Linked DNA regions of Sus scrofa: region 2 is linked to region 1. Evidence: chromatin contacts called from public HiChIP or PLAC-seq data. All regions are on one chromosome and are shown on one strand. The core of a region is the stretch at or near the end of the contact, and the rest is flanking DNA. Distances in the headings are between cores, read along the strand shown. Region 1 overlaps GALNT1 (polypeptide N-acetylgalactosaminyltransferase 1). Region 2 overlaps GALNT1 (polypeptide N-acetylgalactosaminyltransferase 1).

What was found. HiChIP or PLAC-seq counts read pairs in DNA pulled down with a chosen protein or histone mark.
Region 2: a contact with region 1 is called in an H3K27ac HiChIP or PLAC-seq map of skeletal muscle, with 4 times the contacts expected there. The contact joins two enhancer-like sites. A contact is called at or near these places in 2 of 47 Hi-C or Micro-C datasets (both in skeletal muscle) and 2 of 2 datasets of contacts at active chromatin or transcription factors (alveolar macrophages and skeletal muscle).

What each region holds. Positions count from the first base shown.
Region 1 is chr6:119,308,936-119,315,428 of Sscrofa11.1, reverse strand. GALNT1 (polypeptide N-acetylgalactosaminyltransferase 1) reads right to left here. Exons shown (of 14, transcript XM_021096269.1): 2 at 4,926-5,008. Among named protein-coding and RNA genes, the nearest start is that of GALNT1, 16 kb to the right of the region's middle. Within about 2 kb of position 3,853, at least 4 of the 83 cell types and tissues checked have an H3K27ac peak or open chromatin away from gene starts, as enhancers often do. A contact at or near this core is called in skeletal muscle, where this site is marked.
Region 2 is chr6:119,457,149-119,463,641 of Sscrofa11.1, reverse strand. GALNT1 (polypeptide N-acetylgalactosaminyltransferase 1) reads right to left here. Exons shown (of 14, transcript XM_021096269.1): 6 at 6,420-6,493. Among named protein-coding and RNA genes, the nearest start is that of GALNT1, 160 kb to the right of the region's middle. Within about 2 kb of position 3,106, at least 2 of the 83 cell types and tissues checked have an H3K27ac peak or open chromatin away from gene starts, as enhancers often do. A contact at or near this core is called in skeletal muscle, where this site is marked.

The DNA.
Region 1 (6,493 bases), core at 2,604-5,103:
TCAATGAAATGAAAATGTTGCTTACTGATTGGGAGAAGGTATGTGCAAATGATATACCTGATAAGGGGTTAGTATCCAAAATATACGGAGAACTCATACAACTCAACATAAAAAACAACAACAACAACAACAACAACGAGATTAAAAAGTGGGCAGAGGACCTGCATAGATATTTTTCCAAAGAAGACACAGACGGCCATCAGGCACATGAGAAGATTTCAATATCACTAATTAAGGAAATGCAAACCAAAACCACAATGAGATATCACCTCACAATCTATCATCAAAAGACCACAAATGACAACAGATGGTGAGGATGTGGAAAAAGGGGACCTTTGTGCAATGTTGGTGGGACTGTAAATAGGTATAGCCACTATGGAAAACACTGTAGAGTTCCTGCCAAGAACTAAAAATAGAAATACCATAGAATATAGCAATTCCACTTTGGTGTGTTTTTTCAAAGAATACAAAAACACTAATTCTAAAAGATACCTGCGCCCGTATGTTCATTGCAGTATTATTTACAATAGCCAAGATTAAGGAGTTCCTGTTGTAGCTCAGTGGGTTAAGAATCTGACTAGTATCCATGAGGATGCAGGTTTGATCCCTGGCCTTGCTCAGTGGGTTAAGGATCTGGCATTGCCTTGAGCTGAGGCATAGGTCACAGAGGTGGCTCAGATCTGGCATGGCTGTGGTTGTGGTATAGGCCAGTCACTGTAGCTCTGATTCAACCCCTAGCCTGGGAACTTCCATCCGCTGTAGGTGTGCCCCTAAAAGGGGGGGGGGACATAAATTTATTTTTTTAAAAAAAGCTTAAGCTAAGCAACTTAAGTGTCCATTGCTAGACAAATGGATAAAGAAGATGATAGACAGATAGATAGATAGATAGACAGACAGACAGACAGACAATGGAATATTATTTAGCCCTAAAAAAGAATGAGATATTGCCATTTGTTACAACATTGATGGACTTAGAGGGTATTTTGCTAAGTGAGGTAAGTCAAAGAGAAATACAGTATGCTTTCATTTACATGCGGAATCTAAAAGACCAAAATAAAAAATGAACCAACATAAAAATATAGAAGGAGACTCAAAGATACAGAAAACAAAAGGTGGTTGCCAGAGAAGAGGGAGGTAGGGGATAAAAAGAAAAGCAAAGAAGACCAAAAAATGATAACTATGTGAGGTAATGAATGCTAATTAGCTTGATTGTGGGGATCCCTTCACAATGTGTATTTATAGGAAACCATCACATTGTACACCTTAAATACATATAATTTTTGTCAATTATACCTCAACAAACCTGAAAAAGAAAAAATACTACCTTTCACCTGGATTAAGCTCCTCTCTTGGTTAAGAACATCCTTGGCTAGGAGACGTGCAGTGGGTGAGGATAGGTGCAGATGACCAGTTTTTCCTTCCTTGTCTCCCCTTCTTCTTCCCTTCTAATACCCCATCCTGCCTCTAGCTTCTCCAAGGTTGGCTCAAGGAGAGAGAAAGATAAGGAGAAGAAAAAAGTTCTTCCTAGATTTGAACTACTGTCATCTGGTTTTGGTACCTTCTGTGTGACTGATGTTCAAATGCTAATTTCCCCCTCATAGTTGTCCACTATGGGTTCACCAGGATCCCCCCCAACAGTAGCTTTTTGTCCTGGACTGTGTGCTTCCCCCATCTGGCTACTTATAACGCCTTCTTGGCTCCTATGTCTTCCCCACACAGACCCTCTATTGGGTTATCTCATTCCTCTGGGCAGAGTCCTACTCAAGACCATGCAGTTGGCTGTCTCAGTCAAGTTCACGGCTGACCCGTGAGACATGCCTTCCTTTGCCTCTGGAAGTGCAGCTGGCTTCCCTTCTTCCTCCACCATCAAGAGCTTGAACTACACACTGTCTCACCTTTAGAGTTTTCTTAAACATTAGCTGACCACCTTTCAACAGACATGTGCCGAATTCTCTGCTCCATTCCCTGCTACCTCTGCCTGGAAAACAACTGCCAAAGAAGGGGCCCGCATTAATTTTACTTGATCTTATCTCCATCTTTCTCATACATCCTAAAAGGGGATCTTGGTCTAGTGGTTGCTTTTATAGGTATAGCCTTTTAGTATGTACAGCACTGCTGATGTGGCCCCTGTTGTTATTGATGTCAGGAAATGTCTCATTCCCCATCTTCTTATTCACTCAAATTAAGAATCTTCTGTGTGACATGTTTTTCAAGTTGAAGGTTCAAAGCTGGGACCCAACTCTACATTCTTGGGTCCTGTTAAACTAGCTCAAGTCGAACCCTCATCTGTGTGTGCTCAGCCTTCTTTTCTGGGCCTGAGCAAGGACCTGGTTTTTTTCTTGGGTATCTTGTCCTGCTCCCAGTTCTTGGCCTGCCTAACACATATTCCAGCTGCAGCAGGCAAAGGAGGAGGGGACAGGACCCTGAAAGCAGTTAGTTCACAGTTCCTTGGCTAGGTCAGTTTCCACCTGACAATGCCAGGATGTCACGCCTATAACAGCATCTAATGAGCCTTGGTGCCTTAGCTTCTCCCTACCACTTGTATTCTAAATTTTAGAGTGTTCAGACCATGATTTACAGCTTGGTTACCAGCTGTGTCACCTGATTATGTGGTAACCTTGGTACCTGCTTCTTGAAGGTAGCTTTGAATCTTGATGGGGCCTCGGAGAATAGTAACTGGAATACGGCAGTTACTCTTTACAGAGTGTGCTCTGAGAACTACTTTAGGCCCTTTTATGGGCATTAGCCCTTTTGTTTCCCCCAATAACTTTGAAAAATAGACCACTGAGATTTGAAGAGGGTAAGGAACCTGCCCAAGCCCACAGAGTGCAGCTAATTCATTAAGAGAATTGAGAATAACACTCAATTCTGCCTGCCTTCAGAGGACATAGGACAGAGGACATCTCCTTTGCACCAGATTTGGGACCTTCTGCTCAATAAGGGCTTGGAAAGGATGCTGAGTTCTGGGTGTTCTTGTGGCTATTTTCACAAGCTCTCACCGACCCTTGTGGGCTGGACAATTTCCTCAGGGTAAGTTTCTAATTTGCTCTGGCCTTCCCTCTGGGGCACGAGTGGTCCCACTTGAACCACTTCCCTGCTCAGTATTCACAATTCAGCTCTTGTCAACGCCTCTGCATAAGTACAAAGTTAACTTATCCACACGTCACTAAGTAAGCCAGGTATGCTCCATGGAGAAAACTGTACTGATGTATTTGGAATTAGCTCAGTTGATGACACTGTATCTAAAATTATTCCAAATACAACAACATAGTTGGTATAAAAGAGATATGGCTGCTTAAAAACATTTAAAGATGCTGGAGAGTCTGGAGATGGAGTTTTGTGCAAACTGGCAGCAGCAAGTGGGGAAGGACAAGATGTAGAATGAAGATTTCCTATGAAAGAAACGTAGTGTAGAAATGACTTTGCTGACAAGTCTTGGTAGCCGCAGGTTGCCATGGTAACACAGGAAAGCCAATCTGAATTAGGAGGAAGTTTCTATAGGTTGGACTTTACCAGAGGGAGAGGAGAGCTTTTGTGGGAAGGGGGAGGGGAGAGAAGGAGAAAGGGAAGTGTTAGGCTGAGCAGAGAGGGAGTCTGGAGGGAGGGATGTGGCTCAAGAGGAAAGGGAGGGATGAGCTGGGAACCACATCTTGGTAGGAGGCCATCTCTCTAGTGTTTTATTTTTTAAAAAGTTCTGTAACTAAGACCAGAAAAGGCTGGGGCTGGCCTGGCAGGTGAATTGGTTCCCTGTATCTCAGATCCAGTAACTCCCTCACTTGGCCAGCAATGACACCAGCTGGGATAGGAGCGCCACGGAGCCTTGCAGATTCTCCCTAAGTCACCGCAGCCTGGAGCTGCCCTGGTGTCACCTAACCGCTGGCTGACACTTCTGGAAGGCTCCCATTCAGAAGCCGCCTGGAGGAAACAGGTCAGTCTCTCTTATTTGTTTGGAGCTTTAGAAAAGATAAACCAAACAAGAAGTAAAGTGCTGTGTAAGAAGCACTCCAATCTTCTAAGAGCAAAAAAAGCAGAAGGCTAGTTACCACCCAAATAGGAGTGGGGCTGCAGGGACCAGAGGTTCTCGAGCAGGAGAAAAAGAAAGGAGACCAAAGGGTCTCCCAACAGTGTTGTTAACAGGCTGGGTCTAAAGTGGCACAAGCTTTGCAAAAGATAAAAACGAAATCGCTGAGATCAAGCTCCAGATCTGCTACTCACTAGCTACATGACCTTGGACCACATTTAACTTCTTAGTGCTTCCCTCTTCTCATCAGGGAAAAAAGGAATAATAGCAGTTCCTATCTCACAGGGTTACTGAGAGAATTGAAAAGAATATCGGGTTTAAAATTGCTAGCACTTAAACAATAAGCACTCGATACCCAGTAATCCATGATTGGGCATATTGTTACTATAATCCATCTGAGGAGCCACAGTCAGGCCCTTGGCCATCAGGCAGGTCCTCTTGACAGCACTGCCTTTCATTCTCGGCCCACAGTCTGAGGTACTGAGCATGCAGTACCCAAGACCCAAATGCACAGTTTCACTACATCCAGAGTTGGATGATTATACCATTAAGGACTATTAATTTTTACTTGTTTTCTTAAGAAAAGTTCAATTTGGTTACAAAAATATAAACCTAAAGACTTGGAAAATTGTCTATAAATTCCCACAAATGGAAGAGGTAAAATAATAACACAGTCAATTTGTTCAGGAAAATGAGCCCTAGACCAGGAGCCCTCTAACTACTTTTCTTGCTGAATTTGAGCCAGGAAATGGTCAGACGTGTGCTGACACTTCAGAACTAGATCCCCTTGAGGACCATATCAGGTTCATTTATTTCCTTAGTCCCCAGCACGCACCACCAGGCACACAGTGGGTAGTCCGTAAACATCCATAAATGGGAGGAGTAATCAAGTGTGGGAGCTCACCCTCCTAGACTGCATCTCCCTTCCTGCCACTCCACCAGCTGAATCCAGCATTGTTGGCCAAGTTAGTGCACAGCTCAGTTGTCCTGTGAGAAAAGAGAACTTCATGATAGACACTCCACAGTTAAAGTAGGTAGGATATCACCCAGGTTTTAAGCATAAAACAGCTTTCCCAAGTACTCCCAGATCTCCATCTTCTCTGAAGGCTAGCTAGGCCTGGCTTCCTTCAAACTCCAACTCTCAGTATTTTTTTTTTTTTTTTTTTTTATGGCCGCACCTGCATCATGCAGAAGTTCCTGGCCAGGGATTAAACCCACATCCCAACAGTGACCCAAACTGGTGCAGAGACAATGCCAGATCCTCAACCTACTGTCCCACAAGGTTCGCCTCCCCAGCATTCTTTTTTTTTTCTTTTTCTTTTTTTCTTTTTAGGGCCCCACCTACAGCATATGGAAGTTTCCTGGTCAGAGGTCAAATCAGAGCTGCAGCTGCCAGTCTATGCTACATCCACAGCCACACAGGATCCAAGCTGCATCTGCAACCTATGCCATAGCTTGCAGCAATGCTGGATCCTTAACCCACTGAGCAACCCCAGGGATGGAACATACATGCTCACAGAGACAACCCACTGACCCACAATGGAAATTCCCTCAGCATTCTTTACTGGAGTTATTCTCAACAACAAATATTTATTGAGGACTTGCTATCATGTGAAAGACTGGATTCTAAGGATTCAGGTAAGGTGGGTCATAGCTCAGAACCTCGTAAGCTCAGAGTTTAGAATCTTATATTCATTAGCTTTGGCTGCATAACAAGCCATCCCTAAATGTACTGGCATATAAAAACAAACATTTATTTTTTGTTCATAATTCCTTGGATTGGCTGGGATGGCTTTTCTGTCCAGGACAGCTTAACTGGGGCTGGGGGATTTAGGATGGCCATGTTCACACATTCGGCAGGCTGGTTAGTCTGGACAGCTTGTCTTCAGTTGGTCAGCTGAGATGATCCATTTCTGCTCCTTGCATTTTCTCATTCTTCACTGGCTAGCCCAGGCTCCTTACATGGTGGTCTGAGGACTTTCTAATCTTCCATTTGCCAAAATAAGTCATATTTAGATTCAAACTCAGACTCAAAAGAGTGAAGAGATAGACTGTCCCTCTTTTTTTTTTTTTCTTTTTAGGCCCACACCCACAGCACATAGTGGTTCCCAGGCTAGGGGTCTAATCAGAGCAGTAGCTGCCGGTCTATACCACAGACACAGCAATGAAGGATCCAAACTACATCTGCAACCTACACTGCAGCCTATGGCAACGCTGGATCCTTAACCCAATGAGCAAGGCCAGGGATTGAACCCACGTCCTCATGGATACTAGTCGGGTTTGTTAACCATTGAGCCACAATGGGAACTCCAGACTCTGCCTCTTGAAGGTAGAAGTGGCCAAGGCAAGTCACAATGCAAAGGGACATGCATGTAGGCAGGGGAGAAATTATTGCGGTGGTTTTGCAAACTCTCTACTACAGGTATTATTAGGTAACAAGATACCTAAAAACACAATTAAGAATATAAAAAA
Region 2 (6,493 bases), core at 1,857-4,356, 150 kb before region 1:
TATTTCCTCTCCTTTGTAACATAAGGAATTAGGGAAAAGCCTTGGGGCTCTAGCTCAAAAACAGGCACATTACCACACTTTTCTAAGCAGCTCTCTGTCAGCTGTTTTCCTTTTTGCTAATCATGCTTAAGGAAGAGGACCAGTAAGAAAGTAGTTCAAGAGAATTACATCTAGACCTCAATAGAGAGAAGTAACAGAATATGCAAATGCTGTTAAGAGTTCAGAAAATTGTGGGATTTCTTTTAAGGCAGAAACAAACTGTCTTACATACGATCACAGTCTTTGCCTATATAGTTCTTTTCTCAGGAAGCAGGAAGTGAGGTCACGATAGAAGAGTGATGGATTGTAGCTGCAAGACCAAACAGACCCTTGACAGACAGGTTAGTCTAAGTAAAATAGGTTTCAAGGGGGAAGGGCAATTGAAGAGGGAAAGAGAAAAAGGAGAGTGAGTGGGTTATGAAAGCAGCAGCTATCCTGGAGAGTTCAGAAAGAGGTTATGCCCCTAAGCCAAGGATTGCCTGCTTCCAAAGTGCAAAATGGATTCTAAAAAGCAGAAAACATTCAAAGCAAAGAGAAGGAATTTTTCAGATCAGGTAAGTTTGTGGTATTTATGCCAGAGAAGCTATTCATGGTAGTCCTCACACAAATGTCTTTCCAACTGGTCCTCAGCACAATCTCTTTAGGGAAGGAAAAACTTCTTGACATGGAGCTCCTGGAGCTCCTGTGACCAGCTCTGTCCCACAGGACCCTAGTCATGGAGATCAGGGCAGGAGTATTAAGGGGCTCTTTAAATAGTAAATGTTGGAATCCAAAGGGCCTCCTATATAGTGGACAGGGAAAGACAAATGGAAGTGAGATGGGTCTTGTCCATTGGAACCGGTAAGACCAGACTGATTCAATACTGGAATAACCACTGCTATGAAGACTGCGAGAGAGAAAAAGGCCTCTATACCCCACTCTACCAAACACCAATCATTTCCATGTCTGCTACTGTACTTCCTACAACATCTGGGCTAAAAAGATTATCTGAAAAACATGTGGAGAAGAACTCCTACCTGATCATCATGATTTTAATGAACCAAGTCTTAGAATCAGAAGGATGTAACTTGATTCTGAGTGAAAGGGTGAGGCTAGTGCCAACTCCAGAGAAAAGCAACATTTTGCCATTTTGCGTCTGTTTAGCACAATACCAGGTTCTTTACATTATTTCATTTAATCCTCACAACAACCCTATGCTATTACACATATTTTAGACATGAAACACTAAGGCTCAGAGTATTAAATGAACTGATCAAGATGACACAGCTTATTAAGGGGTAAATCCAAGATTCAAACCCAGGTCTGCCTGACTTCAAAGTCCATCTTTTCATCCATAGCAAGAAATCCTAGAAGGGAACTACCAAGAGAGCAATTCAGGAACGTGGAATCATCTGACCTGGCATAAATTTAAATTGCTTTATGTTCAGACTTCATAGAATCGCCTGTGATGAGGTATGAGATATATTCTAGTACCTTAGACCAGTCAAGTTTGGCTGTGTCACAATGTGTCTCCCAATAAGTTTTCCCATAAATATTAGACAGTTTAAAGTGCTTCTTAAGAATCAAAAGCAAACTAATTCCTGAATCCCATACCTTTGAAAGTTACAATATTCTGTCTTGCTATAACTAAAATGAAAAATGCATGATCCTCTGGTTTGGGGGCTCAAAAAAGTTGCTATTCCATAAATTTTCTTGGCCATCTTTGCCATCTTTGTGGCCTTCATGCAAAAAGGCTAAGAAATAGGTGTCTTCCAGAGTTCCTGTCATGAAGCAGGGGAAACGAATCCGACTAGGAACCATGAAGTTTCTGGTTCAATCCCTGGCCTTGCTCAGTGGGTAAAGCATCTGGCATGCTGTGGTGTAGGTTGCAGACACGGCTTGGATCCTTCATTGCTGTGGCTGTGGTGGAGACCGGCAGCTGTTGCTCTGATTAGACCCCTAACTTGGGAACCTCCATATGCCACAGGTGCAACCCTAAAAAGCAAAAAAAAAAAAAAAAATATATATATATATATCTATATATATATATATCTATATATATGTATGTATATATATATGTATGTATGTATATATATATATGTATGTATATATATAGGTGTCTTCCTAATAGTTGATAGACAATTATGGACTTGGGGCTGGGTGGGGATTAGGAACTATTTACTCAAACATCACTTTACAAAAAGGAGGCCATGGGGGGTTAAGTGATGATGGTGAAAAGGTACTATGTCACCGAAAACTACGGGGGAATCTTACTTATTGGACTATCTTTACAGCTATTAGTCTATAAATGCATCCCTCCATCAGGGAGTGTGAGACTGTCAGAGACTGAATGTCATGGAAAATTTCACTGCTCTCAGCAACATCTGAGAAATGTTAGCCAGAACTCTAAAGAGCAGTAAAAAGAGCAAGGAGTTTACAGTATAATAAACCTGACTCTGAATCTGTACTTAAATAAGAACCTCTGTTTACTTTGTGTAAAATGAGAAAAACAACAGTCATCTCTATTCTATGATTTTCTAATAAATTAAGAACATTACATCAATTTTAGGTCTTAAGATAAACTTCTGAGATGACGGTAACTTCTGACATGAACTAGAGATTCATCCAGACTCCACCTTTATTACAGACCCTGTAGCAATAAAGTTATAACAGAATGAAGTACACAGCACTTAAGAGGTCAAGCCGTAGGTTAATGCTAAGCCTCATTTTGCTCAATCAATAAAACAGAGATAATTATAGCACCTACTTCATATTTAATAAATGGAGCTCAGCAGGTTAACTGTGAAATCGAGTACCCTGAGGCCATGAGCAGACTACACAGGCTATACAACCTAGTTAGGAAGTTTACACAGATAAGGAATAAAAACAAGGATTAACTGACTGGTAGATGATTCTTTCATTCGTTCATTGAATATATCCTGGACTGTTTACTATATAATAGACGCTGTGGCACTGAGAAGATAATGGTGAGCAAAGAGTCCTGATGGCATCTGTAGGGTCTGCCTAGGGGCCAGCATGGGGCAGACAGTCATTACACAGACAAGTAAATAGGTGACTCTCTGGTGAGAGCTGCAGGAAAGTACGCAGCGCTCTGAGATGTGTTCAGAGAAATGTGACCTGGTCTTGGGAGGTCAAGGAAGGCCTCGCTAAATATAACTGATTCTGAGGAAACATCTGAGCTCAACTGTGGGGAGGGGTGGGCAGGGAATGACTCAAGAAGTGACTGGAGATGGAGGCAAAGGCCAGGTCATGTAGGCTTTAGAGGAAAGGGTTTTTTTTTTTTTAACTGAGGTATAGTTGATTTGCAATGTTTCAGGTATACAGTAAAACGATTCAGTTATATGTTCTTTTTCAGATTATTTTCCACGATAGGTTATCACATGATACTAAATACAGTTCCCTTTGCTATACAGTAGATCCTTGTTGTTTAGAGGAAAGATTTTTTTTTTTTTTTTTTTTTTTTTTTTTGCTATTTCTTTGGGTCGCTCCCACGGCATATGGAGGTTCCCAGGCTAGGGGTCGAATTGGAGCTGTAGCCCCTGGCCTACGCCAGAGCCACAGCAATGTAGGATCTGAGCCGCGTCTGCGGACCTACACCACAGCTCACAGCAATGCCGGATCGTTAACCCACTGAGCAAGGGCAGGGACCGAACCCGCAACCTCATGCTTCCTAGTCGGATTCGTTAACCACTGCGCCACGACGGAAACTCCCCTAGAGGAAAGATTTTGATCAGAGAAGTGACATGATCAGATCTCCATGTTTAAAAGCTCGCTGTGCACATAGCATGAACAGATTGGGGGGTGGAGGGGAGAGTGTGTGTAGGGAGACTAGTTGGTCTGTTTCACCAGTCCAGGTGAGAAATGATGGTGCCTTGAATGTGCCTCATGCATAGGAAAGAGCAGACTCTGAAAGTTATATTAGATAATTCTCAATCTGGGAGTTCCTGTTGTGGCTCAGCAGGTTAAAGACCCCAACATTATCTCTGTGAGGATGTGAGTTTGATTCCTGGCCTTGCTCAGTGGGTTAAGGATCCAGTGTTGCTGTAAGCTATGGTGTAGGCACGTAGCTGCAGCTCTGATTTGACCCCTAGCCTGGGAACTTCCATATGCCATAGGAGCAATTGTAAAAAGAAAAAAAATTCTCAATCTAGATAGCAAGACTGCAGTTATAACCACAAAAACACAATGTCCAGTGGTTCCCAATATCAGAAATGGCAACCTGCATGCATCAGAAATGGTAATCTGCATGCCTGAGGCTTTCTAGGCAGGAAGATAAAAAGTAGAATCAGGTCCCTGATTGGGGCTGTGGGGAGACACTCAGGGACCTGCTTAATGACAAAGAGCCCCAAGCAGAGCAGTGATGCAGAATCTTCCCACACGTTTCCTCCTACAGGTTTACCTAGGTTGGGGTGATTCAGAAGGGCCTACAAGAGGAAGGAAAATGACAACTAGGATATGGGACTTCCTTTAACACCTCAGGTTGTGGACCCATGTTTCTGATTAGGCTACATCCTACAAAAACTTACTATTTCACACAGCCTTCTTAGGCGTTCAAAAAAATAATGGAGAAAACAAAGGGGGAATGAAAAAATAAATCATTTCATTTGAGGAAAAAGATCTCCCCTTGGGGCATATTTAATTTAACAAATATCAACATATATGTAAATCAAATATATGTCTCTTTCAGGACAGATATTTGTATTTGTATATACCACTGCTTACATTAACTTTGGTTAATTTTAAAGAGGCAGTAATTAACTCCTAGCAAATAGTTATCCACATGAGGTTTATACTTCTATTGTCAATAGTAATTATTTTAGGTGGTATTCTTATTTGTAGCAGTTCTCATATTCATTTTGACATTAATTACATTATATATTATACCATTATTAAATGTTTTGTTTAATTATAAACCATCTCCTTGATTAGATTAAGGAGGTAAGCGACAAGGCACCTGAGACAGTAGAGCTGTAACTTACTCTTCCTTTATCCTGCTATAACCTGGCAAAGTAAGAATTAAATTATTATTAATGTGCAAATCGCTCCCAAATAATTAAGATATGAAGTGACTGGAGCTCCCTTTGCGGTGCAGTGGAAACGAATCTGACTAGGAACCATGAGGTTGAGGGTTCGATTCCTGGCCTCACTCAGTGGGTTAAGGATCTGGCATTGCTGTGAGCTGTGGCGTAGGTTGCAGACGTGGCTCAGATCCTGCATTGCTATGGCTGTGGTGTAGGCTGGCAGCTGCAGCTCCGATTTGAGCCCTAGTCTGAGAACCTCCATATGCCGCGGATGTGGCTCTAAAAAGCAAAAAAAAAAAGGGGGAAGTTATTAAATTTAATCATGGTTAAGTGTACATATTTAGTGTGGGCACAGGAAGAAGAAGGTATAATATTCAACTAAACTATCTTAGGGGCAATGAGAAGTTGGCGAAAAAGTTTAAGATGATAAAAAAAGGATGAAATAGGTCATGAAATTTAAGGCTGCTTAAGGAAGGAAGAGCCATTTTCTGTAGCTCCCTCCAAATTTTTCTCACGTGAGTACAGGAATTCAGGGGAAAACACATGACACCAATGATCCTAAATAGCTACTGTGTGGGGAAAAAAGCCCTGAAAAATTCTTAGACTCTTTGCAGAACACCTGGGCAAGAGTTACTATAGACCGCTCACTGAGATCAGTCATATTACACAGTATTTTTTCATAAATTCCTTCTTCATCCTTTTATGCTCCTCAGTGTAGATCGTTCCTGAACTTAAACATAGAGAAAATGGGAAAATCTAAGAAGAATTTGGAGAACTAAAGCTCACTCACCTCATGCTCTTATTTTGCTGTCAGAGATGCTCCCCATTGTACATGGAACTAAATTTCTCTATTTATAGCCCTAAGTAGGATCCAATCTTTCTCCACTGACTCAGGGCTGCAGCTGCCCACAAAGAAAATCCTGACAAAATTATGTGGGGTTTTTTTTCCCACTGTTCCACATTAAAAATTTTTTGGCTGCACCCACGACATGCAAAAGTTCCTGGGCCAGAGTTTGAACTCACGCCACAGCAGAGACCTGAGCTGCTGCAGTGACAACACCAGATCCTTAACCCACTGCGCCACAAGGAAACTTCCATCTGCATAAATTTTCATAGAATTATTTCTTTTTAAAATGAGATTAAGATAGACACAAACTAAATGCTAATGAAAGTAATATTTTAGGTTTCACAAGGGTGTAATTATTTTGCATATGGGAATGAGTCCAAATGTCATAAATAACTTTTAGGATAAATCAGAAGTCTGCATAACATTACTAGGTTAAAAATGATAGCAACTACTTTTTAACCACTAATGACAAAAGGTGTAGCATATTATTGGTATTAAAATGTAAAATTTACCTCTTTCACTGGCATCATCTACTAGAACAATTTCTTCTAGCATGTGTCTTGGTGAGCGATTAATGACACTATGG